Regions from separate parts of the Mus musculus genome. Here region 1 is linked to region 2. The links are chromatin contacts, called in public Hi-C maps. All regions are on one chromosome and are shown on one strand. Each heading gives the region's core, a stretch centred on a gene start, on an enhancer-like site or on the middle of the called end of the contact. The rest is flanking DNA. Distances are from core to core; before and after follow the strand shown. Region 1 has its middle 330 kb from the start of Zfat. Region 2 has its middle 190 kb from the start of Zfat.

What was found. A called contact is a pair of places that touch in the nucleus more often than the background predicts.
Region 1: a contact with region 2 is called in a Hi-C map of cortical glia, with 2.6 times the contacts expected there. The contact joins two enhancer-like sites. A contact is called at or near these places in 7 of 484 Hi-C or Micro-C datasets (bone marrow-derived macrophages, brain, cortical glia and 3 more).

The regions. Positions count from the first base shown.
Region 1 is chr15:67,922,081-67,927,373 of GRCm38.p6, forward strand. No RefSeq gene overlaps it. Among named protein-coding and RNA genes, the nearest start is that of Zfat, 330 kb to the right of the region's middle. Within about 2 kb of position 3,356, at least 2 of the 459 cell types and tissues checked have an H3K27ac peak or open chromatin away from gene starts, as enhancers often do. A contact at or near this core is called in cortical glia, where this site is marked.
Region 2 is chr15:68,069,949-68,074,801 of GRCm38.p6, forward strand. No RefSeq gene overlaps it. Among named protein-coding and RNA genes, the nearest start is that of Zfat, 190 kb to the right of the region's middle. Within about 2 kb of position 1,398, at least 46 of the 459 cell types and tissues checked have an H3K27ac peak or open chromatin away from gene starts, as enhancers often do. A contact at or near this core is called in cortical glia, where this site is marked.

The DNA of each region.
Region 1 (5,293 bases), core at 2,106-4,605, 150 kb before region 2:
ATATATATATATATATATATATACACGATTGCTAGCATTCCTTTTCTCTGATTCTTAGCCCCCTTGGTGTGAAACTTTGAAAATAGAACACAGAAGGAAGATGATTGAAAATCATGCTGTATAATGGGGGGGGGGTGGTGGCCAATAACCTACCTTCTTGTCCTACCTGCTACCTGCAGCATCTACCAAAACAAAGCATACGGGAAGAGAGGAGTAATTTGTGGATGAGACAGTTTTATTCCTGCCCCAGCTTGGGAAAATTGAGTACAAGCCATATGCAGCCCCTATTTTTGAAGTGTGAAGTAGTCTTAGAAATTTTATGGGGGAAAATAGAGGGGAAAACAATCCCACGCTTAGATGATTTTGTTGTTGTTGTTCCCTTGAGGTGAGTTAATTTGTGCTGCCTCTGCTTAAGTCTTTTCAGGACTAGCTCAGCTTGCTAGGAAAGGTAGGCTGTCTGTTAAAGCTGAGTGCAAGAAAGGTTAGTTTGCCAGTCAATCGTGCTGATGGGTGATGGAGTATAGGCCTGGGCTTCCTGTGCATACCAAAGATTAACTCAGAAAAGCTACTTGCTGCTTGAAGACAGAGCTCCCTTAAGGATTTATTTTTGCCTTTCATAACCTTTATTCTACTCTGCAACAATAAAAACAATATCATTCACAAACAGAGTAATGTTAGATTTAGATTCTATGTTCATTGGATTATTAAAGGCTTGCCTTTATTTCCTGCCTTCTTTGATAAAAGACTATAGCATTTTTCCAGTTCTTCCATTTTGTTTGAATATTATTATCGCCTTGGAGTATTGTGACTTGTCTTTTGGAAAACTTGGTTAAAGAGTTTACGGCTAAGGACTCTGTATATTTAAAGCCATGGTGCTGCCTTTTCCTTCTGTCCTGACTCACGAAAATGTTACAAGGGCTACCTGTAAATGCTTACTGAGAAAAAAAAGAAGCATTTGAGTGCATGTGTGTCCATCGTATGAAATGTGCCCCTGATTATCTAAGGTTTCACAAAGCTGCTTTTAAAAACATAAAAGTTGGATGATGGGAGGCATACTCTCACTTTGGCATTTTCTTTTAAAGAATTTGTGAGGGGGGGAATGAGGGAAAAAAAGAAAGAGAAGGATGGAAGAGAGAGAAAAATGCAGGTAACTTTGTTCAAATCTCTTATGAACTATCTAATAAAGTCTAGCTTCTGTAAATTCTATCTCTGAGGTTCGTACTGTCTAAATTTAACCACTCCTCCATCAGACTAGTTAATATCTCTGTAATCTGACCTGTTAATTAGTTCTCGTGTGACTGTGATTGTATGAAGGATGCAGATAAGTCTGTAGAGGGGGCTGGAACCTGAGCCCAGCTCTCCCAAACAACCCCTCCTTGTTAGAGGATGCTGCATCCTCTAAGCATTCTACAATTACCCAGAGAGCTACAAACAAGAAAGGTAGGACCAGATCCAAATGATCCTGGAAACTGCCATGCTCCATCACAGAATCCACATAACAAAAGAACAAGCTTGATGCACAGAGGAGCAAACATCCAAGGCCCAGCCCCTCCACAAAGGAGGCCCATGACTACAGGCATAACCATGTCTTTGCCATTTCTCATCTGCTTAAATAAAATCTTTTTTGAAAAAGTCCTTTCAAGGCTAACCATTTGGTATTGGATAACCAATGTCTGTGCTCTTCCCTGAGGAAAACTATTTCTCCCAGTCTCAGAATTTCTCACTTGTCTATAGTTCATTGTGTAGAGTTGAAGCCTCTTGACGTTTCTTTATCAGCGTGTTATTTGCTGTCCTTGTTCAGTTCATATTTAAGTAGTCGTGTAGATGATACTTTATGTGCGTAGATTCTGACATTCCTAGAAGACACACTCTCACAGCAAACTCCCAGTTCTGCTGGCTCTTACAATCTTCCTACCTGCTCTTCTGCAAAGACCCCCTGAGCTTTAGGGGTGGGGTTGTATTACAAATATATCTGCTGGAACTCCACAATGCTGCATTTTGATTGGATGTGGTGGATCTTTGTAACACCCTCTGTCTGTTGTCAAGAATAGTTTCTTTGATTTGGAGTGAAAATATACATATCTGTGAGTAAAAGGACAAAACATTTAGAATGTAGAACCCTGAGAACACATGTGCATCATATTCAGACTAATCAGCTTATACTGATGCATTTAGGAGTATACATATATATATATACTCCTAAATATGTGTGTGTGTGTGTGTGTGTGTGTGTGTGTGTGTGCATATGTACGCATATAACAACAATAAAAAAAGAGACCAAGGATTTGAAAAGGAGCAAGGGCTGAACATAAAAGAGGGGGGCTGGGAGAGAGTGAAGAGAAACAGAAAAGATGTAATTATATTATAATCTCAAAAATTAAAAGAAGTAATAAAAATTACTTGTGAGAGAAAGAGAATAAGTGCATAAGCAGAAAGCAGCTTACCAGGCCCTATGCTTTGGGGTGACTTTTAGACGATTTCATTTTTATCCCCACACACACTTTTCAGAGACTCTTACTGCTGCTACTAAAGGCAATTCAGTAGCATCAGGAGCTGAATCTGTCTTGTTTATGATCATATAAATAACAACCATCCAGGGATGGCCATGGCTGTTGTTCTCTCCAAATATTAAATTAGCTGCTGTGAAAGAAAGTAAATTTAGAAGACATGCCTTATTGCTTCTATAAAAACTGGGAAGATGGACAGGAGGGTCGGCTCAACCTGAAATTTCAAAGGTAGAGAAGCAGGGCAGAGCTGGTGCATTGGGGCCAACCATGCTAGGTCATGCCCCTGGCTCAGTGTTCTTAGATCGGATTGTTATATTTATATACCAATCTTCAGATCATAGATCTCTATTATTCTTTTCCTGAAAATGTGTAACAAAGACTCTGAGTGTTTCTAAAGAGGTGTGAAAACTGCAGACTCGACATCTTTCATCATTTGTCCCATATTCTGCCACATCTCAGTTATTTGGAGTCATGGTTCACTTGATTGCAAGGTCAGCAGTTTTGAAAGCAATCAATACCTGCAGTTAGCTAAAGTCTCTGCCCTTAAATCAGAAATGTCCATGACTCCTCCATGACCCAAGATAGAAATCTCAATGCTTTGAAGCTTTGAAGCTTTGGTTTGTGCATTCATTAATTCACTCATTTCTCAATTCAGTAGTAGTTTGGGGTATAATTTCAGGTAGAAAATATATCTACTAAATGATTTCAGAGCTGAGCATTTGGTATTGGAGAACCAATCGGGGACAGGAGGCTCTTCTCTGAGGAAGACTAATTCTTCTGCTCTCAGCACTCCTTAGTTGCCTGTCGTTTATTGTCTAGGGATAGGATCCAGTGAGATTTCCCACTTCCGCATTAGTGTCTATTGGTGTCACTCTAACCCACAAAGTCCCAGCCAGCATGGATACTAAACAGACACCAATAGAAATAATAAAAATTAATGGAGTTGAAGATTTAGCATCTCTAATAACACTGGTTCTGTACTGATGTTCCACTGTGATGAAAGCCCAAATAGTATAACATGATAGACGGATGAGGATAGCAGTGCTGGAAGAGGTAGCCTGATATCTAGGACCACACAGCAAATGTCAGGAAGCAGGACTCTAGTTTGTCTCTTAGGATTCCCATAATGCCTAATCTTTGCTAAAATTACATTTTGCTTTCAACGTAGCTTACACTGTCTCAAAGATCTGTTTTTGACAAATAGCAATTCCAGACTCAGACTGGAAATATTCTATTTCAACTGCATCTTGGAAGCTGCAGAGAGCATTTCAAAGCTCACCAAGTTTTTCTTAGCACTTCTATTGATGTCACCCTTGTTCAGTTCTTGTTTAGGCATATACCTATACCTATGCCTATGCCTATGCCTATGCCTATGCCTATGCCTATGCCTATGCCTATGCCTATGCCTATACCTATACCTATACCTATACCTATACCTATACCTATACCTATACCTATACCTATACCTGTACATATATGTAACTGCATGAAGTGAGAAGACTGTATTTGTATTAATTAACAACAATTAAAGAAAAAAAGATATCAAGAATCTGAAAAAGCAAGGAAAGATATATGAGCAGGATTAGAAAGAATAAGGGAATTAAAGGAAGAGGGCACAATGTAATTATATTGTAATAAATGAATTTTTTTAACTCATTGTTTACTGATACTCTGATCTTGGAGTCAGTAGTAGCACTGAAATGTGAGTTGGAAAGTACTTTCAAAACAGGGCTGCAGGTATCACTTATATGAATGAGGCCCTGGTGGGTCACCTGATGAACTGGATGATAAAGATGCTTTATATTGCAAGTCCACCATCATCAAGGTCTCTTGGGTCATAAGACAAAAAAGAAACAGAGAAATGACTGTTGTTCAACCCAGAGGCCAGCTGCACTTCCTGCCCCATTCCTCTCCTACAGAGAAGATGCAACGACCATTCTGATAGTAAGGCCTACGGGATAGGGCACCAAGGTGCTACAAAGTTAAACACTTTCAATACTCCTAGAAGTGTTCCACGATGCTAAACTTGCCTAAAGTACCTGCTCCCTGATTTGTACTCAGCAAACTTGTCCTTCTTCTCTGACACTCAGTATAAATTACACTCTCTGTAACTTCTGTCCCCTCTCTTCTTCTTTGAGGGATTAGTGACTTCTCTTACCTGAGTTCTCAGAGAATTTTGTTCTTATTAATGTAGCTTCTTGGGGCCCCAGGAGCAATACTGACAACTTGTCTTTGAATTTGGATCCCCAGTATGTGGTGAGTCCTAAAATAATATTTGGGAAAGTTAGAAGGAAAAAAGACAAATGAAGAATTTGTTTGGGACATTGTGAGCTCTTATGATATGTTACAGCACTAGAATTTGCTATCTACATGCACCAGGCGATTTACTCTCATGATCCATTTCACTGCTCTGACAACTAATTCTGTAGGATATTGAACAATTTCTTGTTAATAATGTACTGAGACATTGAGACTATACTGCAAAAAGAAGTCCCCCTAGAAACAAAGTAGAGTCAGATTCAAACCCAGGTCTCCAAACTAGCAAACTTATTTTCTGTTTACTGTACTAGCTTATAGAGTTCCACAAAAAAACATTCTAGCCATATAGAAACCAAAATTTCTTTCCGAACAGCATTTCTGTCACTGGCTGCTTCTGTGACATTTTTTTTTTCTGAAAATGTCACATAAAAGACAAAGTAAGTTGGAATTTTAAATAGCACACCCAAGACAGGCTATGACTCATGTTTTACTGATGTACACACAAATGTCCAACTTGACTGATTAAA
Region 2 (4,853 bases), core at 148-2,647:
AGGGCAATCCACAACAGTTACCTCTCCAAGAGGAGCTCAGTGCCTTGAACCATATCACTAACCTCATCAAACTAGGACAGGTATCTGCTATCAGCACTCTACACAGGTCCCCACCTGCCTCGCCATCACTGGTCATAAAGACACACACTGGAGGCTGCTGAGAAAGGAGTGCAGAAGGAGAGAAGTCTGAATATCACAGGTGCTACATTGAAGGGGCAGAATAAACTGTAAAGAGATAAATCTGAGCCACAAGAAGCAGGATAATCTGTTAACTGACAACCTCAGAACCCCAAAGCCATTCACACAAGTATGGTATGGGGTAGAGAGCTTAGAAGTCATCATGGGCACACTCCCTAATATATCTAATTCTAGTTTCATTTGTCTGCCTCTGATGATATCTCAGTAGCTAAGTGCTCTCCTGGATTCCACTAAAAAAGCCACGAAGTAAGAATTAGGGCTAAGCTCCCGCAGAGTCTAAGACTTGGTTCCCTCTGGGTACAGAGTCTCTGCAGCTGAGAAAGGAGCACCCCTGTTAGGAAGGTAAGCTCTATTAGGTGGGGAGCCATTTGATCCAGCAAAGTTTTATCAATAAAGGTGGGGTTCTGAAAAGAAGAGATAAAGAAAATGGAGCTGTAAGTGGAGAGAACCTGGAGGTCAGAGAAGCTAAACCGCCTGGGAACTGGAGCATCAGGAAGGTATCAATGTACTGAAGACAAAGAAAGAAAGGCAGGTATGTATGAGACCCAACCTTAAATGGGAACTTCAGTTTCTGATTATCCATCCACAAGGATGTCCCTATATACTCATGAGAAGTTACAATAATGTTTATCAGCAGAACAGACTATTCCTTCCATTTTGTGTTGATTTGGCTGGGTGGGGGGTGTTTGAAATAAACAAAAGGCATCCTGTTCTCTCTTTCCCTTCCATTTTACCAACAACACATTATATCAAGAGATCGGAGTTGTGAATATTATTCCTTGCACAGAAAGAGTGAGAGTAAAGGCTATATCACCAGCTCTGGAAAATTTTAATGCCAAGCAGCTTCACGTACCAGGGACCTGCAAGAGTAAGGCACACCAGAGCAAAAGGGCAAAGATTGTCCTTCAGGCATTGAGAATAACTGGACATAAGAGACATAGACCAAAAAAAAAAAATGATGCCACTGGAAAGGAAGCTATCCCATCCCATTGGAGTGCCTCTGGCAGCTAAGAACACAACATGGGCAGTTCATGTTTTATCCCTGGAGATGATTAAGAGGAAATGCGAGTCATCTTGGTGTTCTCCCCATCCTCAGCCGAATGGAGCTTTTATTATCACAGTGCAAAGAAGAGTCAGGAGCTGAATGGTGCTGAACTCCATGGCTGGGCTCCATGTGTGTTTCATAGCCATTCATTAATATTCATGTTGTGACTAAATGACCCCGTTCAGCATCCTCCCACACTCCCTGCTTCCAGCACTTGGTCCCTACTGTGACCCCCTTGGAGGGGTGCCCGCCTGTCCTTCTCTCTGCCTGGAACCAAAAGTGCCTGCCTATCTCATCACACAGCGCCTGACATGCTCATGTCAGACACTGACACCCTACATCAAGCCTTTCCTTCCACCCATCCAAAATCAAATAAGTTACAATGTGGCCATTTATCCTCCCTCCCATTGTCTCCGCAGGCTGGCCCTGCCGCGGGGGAGGAAGGACAGATGGAGTCATCCCCTGGGATACAGAGAGATTACCTCCTGCACTGCACACAGCAATCTTGTCTTCTCCGTAAGCTAGCTTTCAGCAAAGCCTGTGCACTCTGAAGTGCAGTGTGTGGTGAGGACAATGGATGCATATTATTCCATTTTTCCAATCCCCATTCTGAGGACTATTTGTCCCAGTAAACTCTGGGCAGACTTCCCATCCTTTGGCTGAAAAGAGGTACACGACATATACCCTGCCGCTGTTGTGTTCTTCTCAAATTGAAACGGGCACTCTGGAATGGTGGTGGTTATGTGGTCCCCATGGGGAAGACTGCAGAGACCTGGTCTGTGGCTCCAGTGTCCAGTGATGCAGCCAAAGGGCAGCCTCTCTTTCTCTGTGATCATTCCATGGCAGGACTTAAAACTCAGAGTAGCACACAACTTATAAAGCTCAGGCTATGGGGTAGAAAGACAGGTGAGCTATTGATGAAGTCTTGAGGAGTCAGGGAATACAGTGGACATCACATATCAGACCAGGTCTCATACATTACGTTAGTGCCTTCATCTCTTCTCCATGTACCTAACAGATACATGTGAAACAGTATTCTAGGTGCTGTGCTGCTATGCAGCTGAGTAGTGAGCAAAGCAGAACCTTCTTGGTCCACACATTCTGGTCAGGGGCCAGTCATGCTATAGAGAGACAGGTGAAAAATAAAGGCAGAGATGAAGGCTGATGGAGATAGAGTCAGAGGTGGGTGGGCAGCATTGCCGTTTTGCTACAGGATAATCAGGGATAGCTGTGGTCAAAGAGCATCCCTAGGAACAAGACAACTTCAGGATTCTGTGCTCCTCAGGAAGGGGGAGCCATGGGACAATGGTGAGTAGAGAAGCCATCTGACCTAGTTGGGCTTTCACGGGCCCCATTGTCCGCACAAAGGACAAGGCAAAAACAGGAAAGCCTGCCAGCTAAGGAAATAGCAAGGGAATGTTGGCCTTGGGCCTGGCTGGCAGCTGTGAAGATGTACTGCAGGGTTGGGGAAGGGCTGGAGTGCTGGAGACCACGGACTGTCCCTTGGACAGAGGTACATTCACCTCTTATATTCTGGAAGCCTAGGACCCCAGCTTACCACCTGTGGCTCATTCCCACTGAAGAAGTAAGGAGAATGCTTGGTCCTGTGATGGTGACAAGCTTGGGCATAGATGAGATGCTATTTCACTCTTCCTGAAGAAGAGTGTGAAGAGGAAAGGGATATTAAACCTTTCTGTCCGAGCTTGCTGTGGGCAGCTCTCAGCCAGCCCTGAAGCACGACACTCTACAGGGTCCCACCTTGACTTTGTGAGCAGCACTGACATTTTCTTTCCCAGCCAGGACACAAAGCCATGTCAAATCACTTCAGTGGCTGGGGTCACAGCTCCAGAGCCTTGGCAGTAGTGAAGGAACACCCATGGCAGGGCTGCTCAACCCCTAACCACTTCCTTTCCCACATAAAAAATAATAATTCTAATCTCCTCTTGGCCTTGTGTAGGAGGGCCTGTCCACAATCGGCCTGCAGCCTCAACTTCTCCAGCAGAACCCTCAGTTCCTCTCCTCCTCCTCTTCTGGTTTGTTCCTTCTTCCTTCTCCGGGTTGAATCTTGAGCAGAAGTGACTCAAAAAAAACGTCATATGGATAAGTAAACCGACTCAGGGACTGTTTATACTTAAACACATTGAAAATAAACTCACCCAACATACAAAGGATAGAACTCTTGAGAACTTTGTGTGTCCTTCTTTATATTTTTTTTTCTGTATTTTCTGAGAAATTTCCAGCAGAAAGGACCTTGCCGTGGGCTGCTGGGGTGACAAGTTCAGATGGACGACAGATCCCACGCCAGGACACTGGGCAGTGGGAACAACAGCTCTCCCACCAAGCCATGCCACTCCCAGAAGTCACAGGGAACCGAGCATTCATGAGGGATAATTAGAACATAATCCAGCGTTGCGGGGCGAATTAAAATGTGTTCCAATCTTCAAAGTGTGCAGATCTCAGGGTTCTGCATTTGGAACGTTTCAAAGCTTCCTGGAATCTATCTTCATTTGGTGCCCAAGCTCTGGAGAAAGATGATAAACAGGCCTGCAGTGAGACAGCCAATTAACAAGCCAGGGTTTATAGAAAAACCAGGCAGGATTCTTTGCTTCCGTGCAGGTGGCACACTGACTGGAATATGTGGGTATGTGGTGTGTGTTTGGTATGAAATGGGATGTATGTATACATTTTGTGTGCAGTGTGGTCTATGTGCACAGTGTGGTATGTGTCCTGTGAGAGAAGTGCATTGGTTTTGTGTATGTGGTTATCTACTTTGTATGTATATGGTGTTTTACTATGGTATTCAAGCATGACGTGGAAACTGCCCTCTTGAAATCAGAGCAATTATGATTGCACCTATGAAATTGTAACAAAATTGTAGCCATGAAGATTCTTTCTGGATGGGCAGGGAAACTGTCACCAGGTGCACTGGGCTACACAGGAGGCACAGGCAGTTAACAGGCAATGGAGGAAGGGAGTCTGTTGAGCGGCAAAGCTTCCCACACTCCTTACTGTTGCTTCTGTGCCCTAATAAACCCACTGGTTCTCTGAGTTAGACTTGGCTGGAACTATTTCTCTGTTCCATCCTCATTGTCCCCTCAGGTGGCTTATTCCAGGAAAAGCCACACAACATAATGCTATGTGGGTTTGTGTTGTATGGGGATATCTGTGTAGTGCACGGCATGAATGTGTGTAACTGGATTATAATGTTTTGTATTTTGGATGTGTGGATCATGGTGTGTGTGTGTGGTGTGGTGTGTGTTTTCTAGTGTTCACGGGGGATGTAGCAGGACATATGTCAGGGGTGGGGGTAATATATGTGAAGCACATCTGGGAACTTTGCAGGTATGGTGTGTACGTGTCTCCAAACTGAGTGACCCTGGTTCAGGATCCTCTCTGAGTCCACCTTAAGTCATGGGGTTAGAAGGAATAGTAGTTGTAGGGGATGGTATGGAGGTGAAGGGAGGGAAGGGACAGATTTGGACTTCCTGCATGCACAGCCAATCCAGGACTTCTTGACACGTGGAGAGATACTGAGTCCCACATTTCCTAGATTTTCATAGGAATCTTCCCATGCTCCCCTCCCTCTTTTCTCATCTCCGTCCTGCTGAGT